Linked DNA regions of Pan troglodytes: region 2 is linked to region 1. A link is a contact called in public Hi-C data. All regions are on one chromosome and are shown on one strand. The core of a region is the stretch at or near the end of the contact, and the rest is flanking DNA. Distances in the headings are between cores, read along the strand shown. Region 1 holds the start of PDHA2 (pyruvate dehydrogenase E1 subunit alpha 2). Region 2 has its middle 510 kb from the start of PDHA2.

What was found. A called contact is a pair of places that touch in the nucleus more often than the background predicts.
Region 2: a Hi-C map of induced pluripotent stem cells shows a contact between it and region 1, with 2.4 times the contacts expected there. The contact joins the enhancer-like site here to the promoter of PDHA2 in region 1. A contact is called at or near these places in 2 of 7 Hi-C or Micro-C datasets (both in induced pluripotent stem cells).

What each region holds. Positions count from the first base shown.
Region 1 is chr3:97,258,518-97,264,380 of NHGRI_mPanTro3-v2.0_pri, reverse strand. It overlaps PDHA2 (pyruvate dehydrogenase E1 subunit alpha 2), which reads right to left and starts at 3,630. Exons shown (of 1, transcript XM_526637.7): 1 at 2,126-3,630. The coding sequence starts at 3,479. The coding sequence ends at 2,313.
Region 2 is chr3:97,766,498-97,771,766 of NHGRI_mPanTro3-v2.0_pri, reverse strand. No RefSeq gene overlaps it. Among named protein-coding and RNA genes, the nearest start is that of PDHA2, 510 kb to the right of the region's middle. Within about 2 kb of position 1,971, at least 2 of the 24 cell types and tissues checked have an H3K27ac peak or open chromatin away from gene starts, as enhancers often do. A contact at or near this core is called in induced pluripotent stem cells, where this site is marked.

The DNA.
Region 1 (5,863 bases), core at 2,381-4,880:
CTACATGATATTTTATCATTATAACATATCATAAAGATTAAGAAATTAGGAACTCTTCCTTTTTGCAGATAGTCTAGCTTTGCTGCAGCAGTGAAATTCTTATTATGACTATCATAACTTAGTAGGTATTTTAACGTGAGGATAAAACAGATTGAGTAACCCAGTACTATAGACAAGAAATAGAATCCAGTTGCTAGATTTCTATACCTCTCTGGTTTACAGCTTGATAAATTATTGCTATTATTAGTCAAGCAATAAATCTTGACCTAATTGAAAACAACATGTTTGAATTTTTCGGTTGCTTTTTTTTGTTTTGCATGATTACAGAATTGTGTGTAACCAGTGATATGATTATAATTACTCAATGTATGCAAGAAATCTGAACATTGTTTAATATAGAAAACATTGAAAACCTCCTTCTTTAATGGAATTTGATAACATATATTGTGTTGTGACAAACATGCTTTATTCCTCTAACAACAAAATTTGGATTATTTCCCTGAAGTGAAGTACAATATCTATGTATCTTGATTTAGGGATGGTTTCATTTCTAATCAATTATTTGTATCTTAATTTTTGCTGGCATCAAAAGAATCTATTGAAAAACTTTAAAAATTATTTCTGTATATTGCATATATAAAATAGCCTTAATTGAGCAGCTTATCTTCCACTTGCAAATATGTGAAAATATCAGTATGTAAAAATAAAAAGAATTCTTTATCATTAGAAGAATGTACTTATTATTCTGAATGTCGTATGAAAAATCCTTTTTTGTTTTTAATTGTAGGAATCCAATCCAAGCACCTCTGAACAGCTGCGGTGTTCTAATCAAAACATATTAGCTAGTAATATCACTTATATATAAGCAAAACAATGTTTATCTTTGCTTTCCGAATTAGGAATGTTAGGTTATCTTATCTGTTTAAACTTGTTTGGGAGAAGATACGGAGATTAAGCCTGTACATATATGTACATATGTTCATCTTCTCCCAGGCCTCTGAGCTTTTGGTTTTCTTATTTCTTAGAATCTAGGTTCTATTTGTAGAAGTAGATGCTGTACAGTAAAGAAAAAGGGTTAACCTTTGACTGTTTTGGTATGTTCCACCTACTATTCTTAAATCACAGGCAAATTATCATTTCTGCTTTTAGTCTCTCTCAGAAAAATAACATACACCAAACACCAAGCTCAGTAGGATTTTAAGTAGTCGAGTATAACCATGTAAAACTGCTTTCACCAAATCATGACTTGATAATTGACATGGTGCTGGACTGTAGAAAAGACATGTTGTGTGTTCCTTTGGAAAAAGTTATCTGTGAATGTTCTGTTGCATTAAAAGATACTAAATAGTTGATCATGTAGTGATTAGTAACACATGGTTAATAGCTAGTAAGAAGCAAGGTAGATTTTACTTTCAACTTTTTATTAATGTCACCTCCTCTGCTTAACTCCTTTGAATCACCATCTCTGTTTATTCATTTTTCAGTCTGAAATTCACCAGAATGGCCCATTAAATTTTAGAATATATAAGGGCATAAATGAACTGCAAAATAAGAGTAGCTTTAACTTAAATATTAAAGCGGAATGCAGTTTTTCCCCTAGATTTTAATTTTTGCTATATTTTTTCTTAAGGGTTAAAAGACTAAAAATATTGTAACAAGATACAATAATACGAAAAAAAAATCCTTGTTCTTCCTCCCCTGCCCTGTTAAATATCATATATTATTGGAAAAACGGTCAGTGTTAACAAACTTCAGCACCACGTGTGTGGGTGTGCGCATGCGCACACTGTTACACTAAACTGTATTCGTTATTAGATAATTCAAGTAAATGGTTACATATCCATAGGTGTCCTGAGTAGCTTGAAGTAATCTCCTTACCTCAGGATGGTGATTCTACATAGAAACCCATGGCAGGGGAAGCAGGAAACAACTTTCTTTTAAAGAAAAGAATGCATTAAAATAGTATAAAGCTAAATCAAATGGAACTGTTATGACAAACAGTTTGGGAAGTTAAATAATCTCCTTTTCCTATTTTAGACTTGTATAAGTTCAAAATAATCTTTAAGATATTCACACTAAATTATTACCTATATAGTATCTTTTAATGCAAAAATATACAGTATAATTGAATATAATATCACTTTTATTGAATGCATGTCTTTCAATCTCTTTTAATAATCTCTTTTAATAAATGCTTACAAGGCTTTTGTTTTATGAGTTTTATTCCTCCTTGAGTTGAGAACACAGTTTCTTAAATTTGACCGTGAACATTCCATTGAGAGACTGATGATAAATTCACACGTAGCCTCCCTTTAACTGACGGACTTAAACTTGATCCATGGATTTGCACCACGAACTTCAAAAGATGAATCACTGCTGTAGATGTGATGGCCTAATTCTTCCAAATGTGGCTCAGGATCAGTGGTAGCAAACTGGGCAGCATCATCAATTTCTTTCCTCACCTCAGCCCCAATTTCCTTTAATTCTTCCACAGTGGCGAGCTTGCTGTTTACCATTCTATCTTGGAGAATTATTATAGGATCCCTCTTACTTCTTACTTCCTGAATTTCTTCTCGTGTACGATAACTGACTCCAGGATCACTCATACTGTGTCCATGATAACGGTAGGTTTGCAGCTCCATCAGTATGGGCCCCTTTCCAGATCTACAGTAGTTAGCTGCAAATTTTGTTGCCTCACGAACACACAGAACATCCATTCCATCGACCTTTAGCCCAGGGATAAAATTGCCCCTCTTGTAGTAATCAGGGCTGGCTGCTGCTCTCTCAGTAGATGTTCCCATTCCATATAGGTTATTCTCACAGATGAAAACACAAGGTAATTTCCATAAAGCTGCCATATTGAAAGCTTCGGCTATCTGCCCCTGATTCGCAGCGCCATCCCCATATAAAGTCAAACAGATCTCATCGTTTCCTTTATATTTACAGGCCAGAGCAATGCCAGCGCCCAGGGGGCCCTGTGCACCGACGATGCCATTGCCCCCATAGAAGTTCTTGGTATACATATGCATCGATCCTCCTTTTCCTTTAGCACAACCTCCTCTTCTTCCCGTCAGCTCTGCGAGAATGGATCGGACAGAAAGTCCCCGAGTATAGCACACACCATGAGCCCTATAGGATGTAATGACGTGATCCGAGGGGTTTATGCCGGCCTCAAGGCCCACGCAACAAGCTTCCTGACCATCGCACAGGTGACAGAAACCGCGAATGAATTTCTGTTTGTACAGCTGATCTGCCTTCAATTCCATGCGGCGAACAGTCAGCATCATCCTGTAGTATTTAAGCCCCTCCGCCCTAGTGAGCACTGTAGTGACAGGGGGACCCTCTTCCAACAGATAAAGATCACATTTCTTAATTTCAAATGTAGCGTCATTTGAGGACTTACGGGATGCCACCAGCACTCTGCGAGCTGATTTCTGGGCAACGCGCCTCAACACGCGGGAGATGAAGGCGGCCAGCATATTCTTTACGGAGTGCTGTAGATGGCGGCGGCGTCCCGTAACGACCGCCGGAAGGCCTGGCCTCGGCTCCGCGTCTCCTTCCGGTGCTCCAATGCACGTGGCGCCATCCGGGCAGTGCACACGGGTGATAGAGGCAGGTCCTGCACAGCACTGGGACATGGGCCACGCAGCCTGAGCTGACTGATTTGTACAGTGCCTGCCAGCTGTAAAATGAAGACTAAAAGTGGTTTCCTTTTCTGGAGGACTTGGGCAAACTACAGGGCATCCTAATCGCCGTCATTGCTGAACCTCAATAATCTGAGTCCCTTTTCCCTGTTAAACCCTGGAGCACTGTATCTCAAGCTTTCCCCACAAGCGTATCAAATAGAAGAAAGGAACAAACTCAGTCCCTAAGGCACATGAGAGTTCTGAGAGTTAGTCCAAAGGTATTTCTTCCTACCAATATTTCTTTAATGTCTTGTTTTTGATCTTTAAAATAGGTATGAATATTTATCCTGCTCCATAATGTGCCATATGTATTTTAAGGTAACAACAAAGCTGTAAATTATTTGTAGCTTAATTAACTTTAAAAACAAAACAAGCACACGCACGTTAACAAAAACCCCTTTTAAAGAAAAGTCAGTACTCTCAAACAATATGCCACATTTATCCTGATGGCGTCTAGCACCTGTGACACTTGAAGTGGGGAGGGAAAGTGTATACAAACCTCGGCCTGAGGATAACAATTTAAACCCAGTAATAAACTTTGCTTGGTGTGGGAAAATTGGAAGCAGGGAGAGAGGGTTGAGGTGCAGATTGTGGTAAAAAGTTTGTAGTTTGTGGCATTCCACTTTTCCTTACTCTGTTTAATAATTCTGAATCCCTGTTTTACCTACTTTTATCCGTATTTTCTAACTACTTCACTTTTGTTCTTCCTTTTGTTTATTTCCTCTTTTTTTTTATTTTTGGTTTTCTATAAAGATGTCTTCAGCAGGTTTCCATAGATTTTCAGGTGGTATTTATTTATTTATTTATTTATTTTGCTTTCATATCAATCAAACTGGACCAGCCTTAGTCCAGGAAATCTAGAAACACGTTCTTATAGTGCCTTTTTATGTAGTAATCATTAGAAAGTGTAACTTCTTATAAAGTGACCCACCAAACAATACACAGTTTGGACTACAAGAGAGCAACAGAGTTTGCTTATGCCACTGGAAACCGTTCAATCACAAGAGAAGAGAAGCCTTAGACCAAGGGATACAAAGATCACATATCATTTCTCTCTTTTTATGCTTTTACCAGGAAGGCGATTTTGTGCCCCAATAAGCCAACCCTAACTAGGGATCCTGTTTTATTTAGAATATTAAGCCATTCACCTTAATGCATGCTCTGTTTTATATCCATTGCCTATTTGCAAATGATAAATTCTTACCCAAATGTCCCTATTACATGTTCAAAGCAGCTGCCTTCTCTATATCTAGTTGCAGGTGTTATTTTGGGCACTTCTTTTAATATTCAGGAAGAAAAGAGAAAATCGCTTGTTAAAAAGTTAAGATACCTCTTAAAACTTGATCGTCTCCCCACCTTCTGAACCCAGCCATCATAATAGGCCTCATCTTTTCACTCAATTGAAAATTCAACTGTTGGAATTCATGGTCTTGCTGTGTTGTTTGCTCCCTCTTTGATAGTTAGCCTGTCTCTGCTGTTCTCTTTCATTCCTCCAGGTATTGGAGATCTCCAGGGAGCATTATCTCCATAAGAACGAGAAAAATGACACTGCAGGATAGAACAGTAGTGTTAATGGGTCAGTGAGTGACAGCTGAGCCTTCTCTCAGAGGTATCAGCCAGGCCAGTGCTGCCAGGAACACAAGAGCTGTACAGTAAAGTGTGCCAATTTAATCTTGTCACATGTAGCCTGGACTGCAAAGATAGAGCTCCCCTTAAAAGCCCAGTGTGTCAAGCCTAAACCCGACTCATGCCAGAAGAGAACATACAAAGATGCTAATTGGAAAATATCTGTACTACGGGTTCCCACAGAAGATGTCCTTTTAAAAAAAAAATTTCTCAACAGGCTCTAGTTAAGATAATAAATAATAAAATGTGAAACTCCCATAGACCTCTTGGTCATCAGTTACCCTATATATCCTAAATTCACCTTAAAAATAGACATCTGAAATCAAACAGTGTTGAAGCATTTCAATTAAACTGATTAATCTTGATAATGACTTTTTGACTTTTATTGCTATCCTTCCAAATCCATCTACATTTTTCAAAGAAAGAATGAAATTTGCAGACATCAGGGTAAAACGTTTATCCTGAGCTGTTGAGCTTCTCCTCTTACATGCCCCCCAGCTAGATAGGATTCAAGCTGTTCACGGACAATAGAGCCAATGATGGTGTTCTTT
Region 2 (5,269 bases), core at 722-3,221, 510 kb before region 1:
TATGTGAACCTGTAGGATTGTGGAGATTCTAGGACATAAGTGAGAGGGTGATTGGATAAAGATGAGAAAAAGATCCAAGTCTAATGTAATTTGCTAAACTATGGAAGCACAAATTTGGTAAAAGAGAATCTCATAATATCCCATAACTATGTTCTTTTCAAATAAAATGAGGAGAGACACAAATTGATTAAAACAATTGCCTTCCTAATCTTACCTTTATTGAGCTACTTAAAAGTAGGCTTTCTTCTTTACTCTTTAATATGTAGCCTGATCATTCTGTTCCTTGTAGATCTGGTATTTAAGGAGCTCATGGCATTTGCTATCCTTATTCTAATTCTAGTCATAATCACTACCAGCCATGGTAATTGCACTTAATGTCCATCACTAGCCCTCACTGCAAAAACAAAACAAAACAAAACAAATCCTCAGTTTTAGAAATTCCTCTTTTTGTTATGATTCTGATTTCTCAGCCACTTTAGATGACCACAAAATTTAAAAGCAGAATCAATGCAAGTTTCTTCGCTTATCCCCTTCCCCATCAGGGGTGGCATCTTTTTCTGAGGTTGTTTGGCAGCTATGATATGTGACGGCATCTAAGCATCTGGCCTGTGGTTGGCATTTGGTGCTGTCTGATGCATCTAGTCATGTCTACAGCACAACCATTTTTCTCAAGTCCTCAAAAATCTGAAATTACTAGTTATAGGCAACTTTATATGGAGATAACAGTACTCCCTACTTATAGTGGTGGCGTGTTAAATGAGTTCATATATACGAAGTTCTTATAATAATGACTATTATGCACAAAGTCTCCTGGTTATAATCATCATCACCATCATTGTCATTATTATTTTAATTTCAACTCTTATTAAGCACATGTGATTTCCGTTCATAAATTTGCATTCCTGCTACTCTTCTGTGAAGAAAATCCAGCATATCTGTTTGTGTTGGTGGGGCGAACAAGGAGGACAGTGGACAAAAAAGGCCAAGAAAACAAAAAGCAACATTTCATCTACTTTGACATGGAAACATGGTACCTAACTTGATTTTTTAAATATCTGGAGAAAACTGTCAAGAACTGTGAGTAATTTGAGATTTTATCCTATATGCAAGCTAGCATGTTAGCCTCTTACAGTTTTATACATGTCAGAAGACACTAGAGGTAATGGACTGTATTATGCATAGCACAGCAGGCAGCATGAGCTTTATATTCTCAGTGGTCCCCTGTTGTTTTCCAAGTCCCAGAGGGATGATACAGAGACAGGCATTTGTGAACAAATGCAATTGAGAATGATCTCCCAAAAGGACAACAACTGAAGTGGCATTTAGTTTATCTCTTTCCCTTAAGATACATTATGTTTTTAACATTGCAGGTAATTTATTAAGACATATTTAGATTTATTTTACTTTTATTTTACATTGCCTTCATTAAAATATGATGATAAACCTTCAAAACATGGTAGTTACAAAAATTATATCTATTGGTATGACATATGAAGTCCAAAATGATAGTTCCAATTACTAGGTAATTCTTCTTCAAGTCATAGTACAAGTCTAGCTTATTCCACAGTGTTATTCTGCCATGCTCAACACAAGGTTTCCAAGTTTGCTATGTGGGTGATCTCCATTCTAACCAGCTGAAAATGAAAAAGATCTCAGTGGATCATATATGGGAGAGGTTTATGTTGCATGGGAGGGAAAATTGTTTTCTCTCTACACTTTTTGAGTTCTGAATTCTCCAGTAACAAACAACAGATTAACAAGAAAGGAAATAAACAGAAGTTTATTAACATGTATACCTAATGTATACCCGAGAGATACCCAGAGAAGTGAGTACATTTTAAAGAGGTGCCTTAGAGTTCAGACTTCAACTGAAACAAAGAAAGAAAGGCCTTGGGGTGATAGTGCAACTATGGGAGGTGACCAGGAAAAGCACAGTAAACAAGGGTAAGATTTGTTGTGCAGATTTAAGTCTGTGCCTTCTACATTGACAAGCTTTTCTAATAATTTAGAGTCATTCATCTCTCCCTGGAGCAGAGTGGGAGGGTTCCCTTACAAATGGAAATTTCCTTTATAGGTGCAAATTTTTCTTACAAAAGGATAATTTCTACTCTAATTTCAGAGCTTCCCCTTGTCTGTAGTTTCTCAAAAAAAAAAAAAATCAGCTCAAAATCATCCTTAAGCCAAAGATGCATATTTTTGGGTAGCATATTTTGGTATCCTATAATGGGCTTGAAAGTGGCAAACAACATTTTATCTGCAATCCACTGATTACCCTGTGGTCATATGATCATATCTAACTGCAAGGAAAGCTGGGAAATGTAGTTTAGTTTTGTGTTTAAGATGAGGAATTGATTTTAGTAGTTTGGGTCATAAATTTAGGCTTTTAAAAATCCGTCTCTAGAAGAAAATATCTAAAATATACATGGAATTTCATTTTGAATATTTCTGTGTGCTTTGAGTAGATCCACTATGGTACAGAATTTATTTCAAATTACTTTCCCACAAACTGAATGTAATTTTGATGTGACAGAAATGCATTATTTGTTAATCCTTTATGTCACATAGAAATTTAGGGGATTCAACAGCATGATTTAAATCCAACTCAAAGGAATGTTTATGAATGGAATGCCATAAAATAGCAGAAATGAAAAAAAAATGAGGATATTGAAATGCTTGTATCCAAAGAAATCAAAACCATTTCAGGGAACAGGGATCTTCCTTAAATATTTTATTATATTTAGAAGAAAGTAAGAAATCTGGTTTATTTATAATGGTCCCTGGCTCAACTTATTTATCCCCACTGCATGCAGAGAAGAAAGGAAACAGCTTAGCAAGGTCATAAGCCCCGGCCACATGGAGAGAAATAAAAAGGGTGAATCAGCTTCTTATGAGTAAAATGTAACTTACTGGATGGCTTAGATCTTTGAACAATTTTATCAGAAATCCCTCCTTCCTTTTGAGGAACTAGAAAGCATATCAATATTGGGAATGAAGAATAGCTGGTTTTTTCTCTACTTATATCTATCTTACTCTAAATTGAATTTAATTTTTTTAACCACTTCATTTTAGTTTCTCATGTTTATAATCTCACTGTGATATTAGCATTGTTCAAATGTGTTTTGTGCATGATCTCTGCTTTTATCTCTCTGTATATTCTCAGCATTATTCAGAAACCATTTTTCCTTGTTGCTACGTGCAGTTTCTAGGGTATTTTTTGCCATTAATTTTGTTTCTCAAAATAACCTCCACACTTCCTCTTTGAGAATAAGCCTCACAGAATGAATAAACATTCTAAATCAAGCTAATATCAGAAGATTTTAGTCTTAAAAAGTGAACAGGTGTCATCATTCCTCTCAGTTATTATGTTTAATGATAATGTTGGAGATACCTTCTTTAAATATTTAGTTTAATATGCTACACAGAAATTTGGAGAAAGCTAAGAATTATATGTTTAATCTTCTTTTTACTCTCTCTGCTCAAAACCTGTTAGAGCATGCAGTTCCAACTACAACAAAAACAGATACCATTTATTTAGCACTTACTGTTAGGGGTTCAAGGCCAAGCACTCCTTTCTCTTCCACATCAGGGTTCTGGCTGAAGAAATATACACATGAGGGTCTCTAGCCAAATGGAAATCAAGTAGCAATTTTATTAATTTGTGTAAGCAACTTAAAATGCCAAATGCAGGCAATCTTTTGCATGTTGGAGTGAAGAAAGACCAAGAGCTTACATAAAGGTCTAAAATGGCATCAACTCTCACAAACCAACCCTCAATCTTGAATCTTCTTTACTGTGATGTGCTACAGGAAGAGCTGGATCTGAAAGGGCCCAGGTAGCCACGAAGAAGAAAACTGCAATATTGTCTAATGTGCAAACTACTCAAATTTACTTGTGAGGAAGCAAGAATTCCAGGATACTTTCTATGTATATTTTACATAAGTTAATAAAAAAAGAAAGAAAGATGTTAGAGATGAAAACAAGCTGGGGAGAGTTGTTGCCTTTGCTATTTTGTGGAGGTGTGTTTTATAAAATGGTGGTTTTTTTAATGTAATGCATGATGGAATCTTTTGGGCACGGGATTTTCTTTGTAGAGTTATTTTAATAAGAAAATCAATGTCTTTAAAGGTCATGGGCATATTCAGACTTTCTGTTTCATCTTCTATCAGTTTTGGTAAATTGTATAACTTCATTTAACATTTTGGTGTAGGACAGTTCTCCAGGTGACAGACCCAGTTCTCCCCCATTTCCTCATCTGTAGTTCTCAAGAAAAACTGTAGAATGTGATGGGAATGCAATATTCTGAGACAAGGAGGGACTAGCTAGACCAGCCCAGGCTTTGTTCCAATCCCCACCTAGAAACAGGATGTCCCTCAACATGTTAGCCCAGCATGTCACATTGCCACTGGGGTATAAAATCTGGGAAAGCTGCTTTTTGGGTTTCCTCAGCTGTGGTGTGAATAGGGCACATCTAGAGGAGACTCTATCCACCCTTCATAGCTTTCATAAGTCTTGTGGGGCTGGCTCACAATGAATCCCAGGCCTCTCTTGTCCCTTGCTGCCTGTTTATAACGATAAATCTGCTTCATGTAATTTACCACATATAAGCACTTTCTGTCTCACCAGAACCCCGATGACAATTTGGTAACCAGCACACAGTGAATTTATTTCACATTTAGTAGTACAGGTATGCTACCTAATAATAATTTGTCTAAAAAAATCTTTAGCTAACTGATAAATAATTGTTTCAATGAATGAGTATGGAATATCTCTCCTTTTTTGTGTGTGTCCTCATTAATTTCTTGGTTTTTTTTTTCCCCTTTATCTTCTTATTCTCTGTAGTCTTCAGATTCGATAATTTCTTTTTCTTAAACTTTTAAGTTCAAGGGTACATGTGCAGGTTTGTTATATAGATAACTTGCAGGTCAAATGGATTTGATGTACAAATTTTCTCATCACCCAGGTGATAAGCATAGTACCTGATAGGTAGTTTTTTGATTCTCACCCTACTGACACCCTCCATTCTGAAGTAAACTGTGGTGTCTATTGTTGCCTTCTTTGTGTACATATGTACTCAGTGTTTAGCTTCCACTTATAAGTGAGAAAACATGGTTTTGGTATTCTGTTCCTGGATTGGTTTACTTAGGTTAATGGACTCCAGCTCTATCTATATCCCTGCAAAGAACACGAGTTTTTCCTTTTTTATGGTGGCATAGTATTCCATGATGCATATGTACCACATTTTCTTTATCCAGTCTACCACTGATGGTCA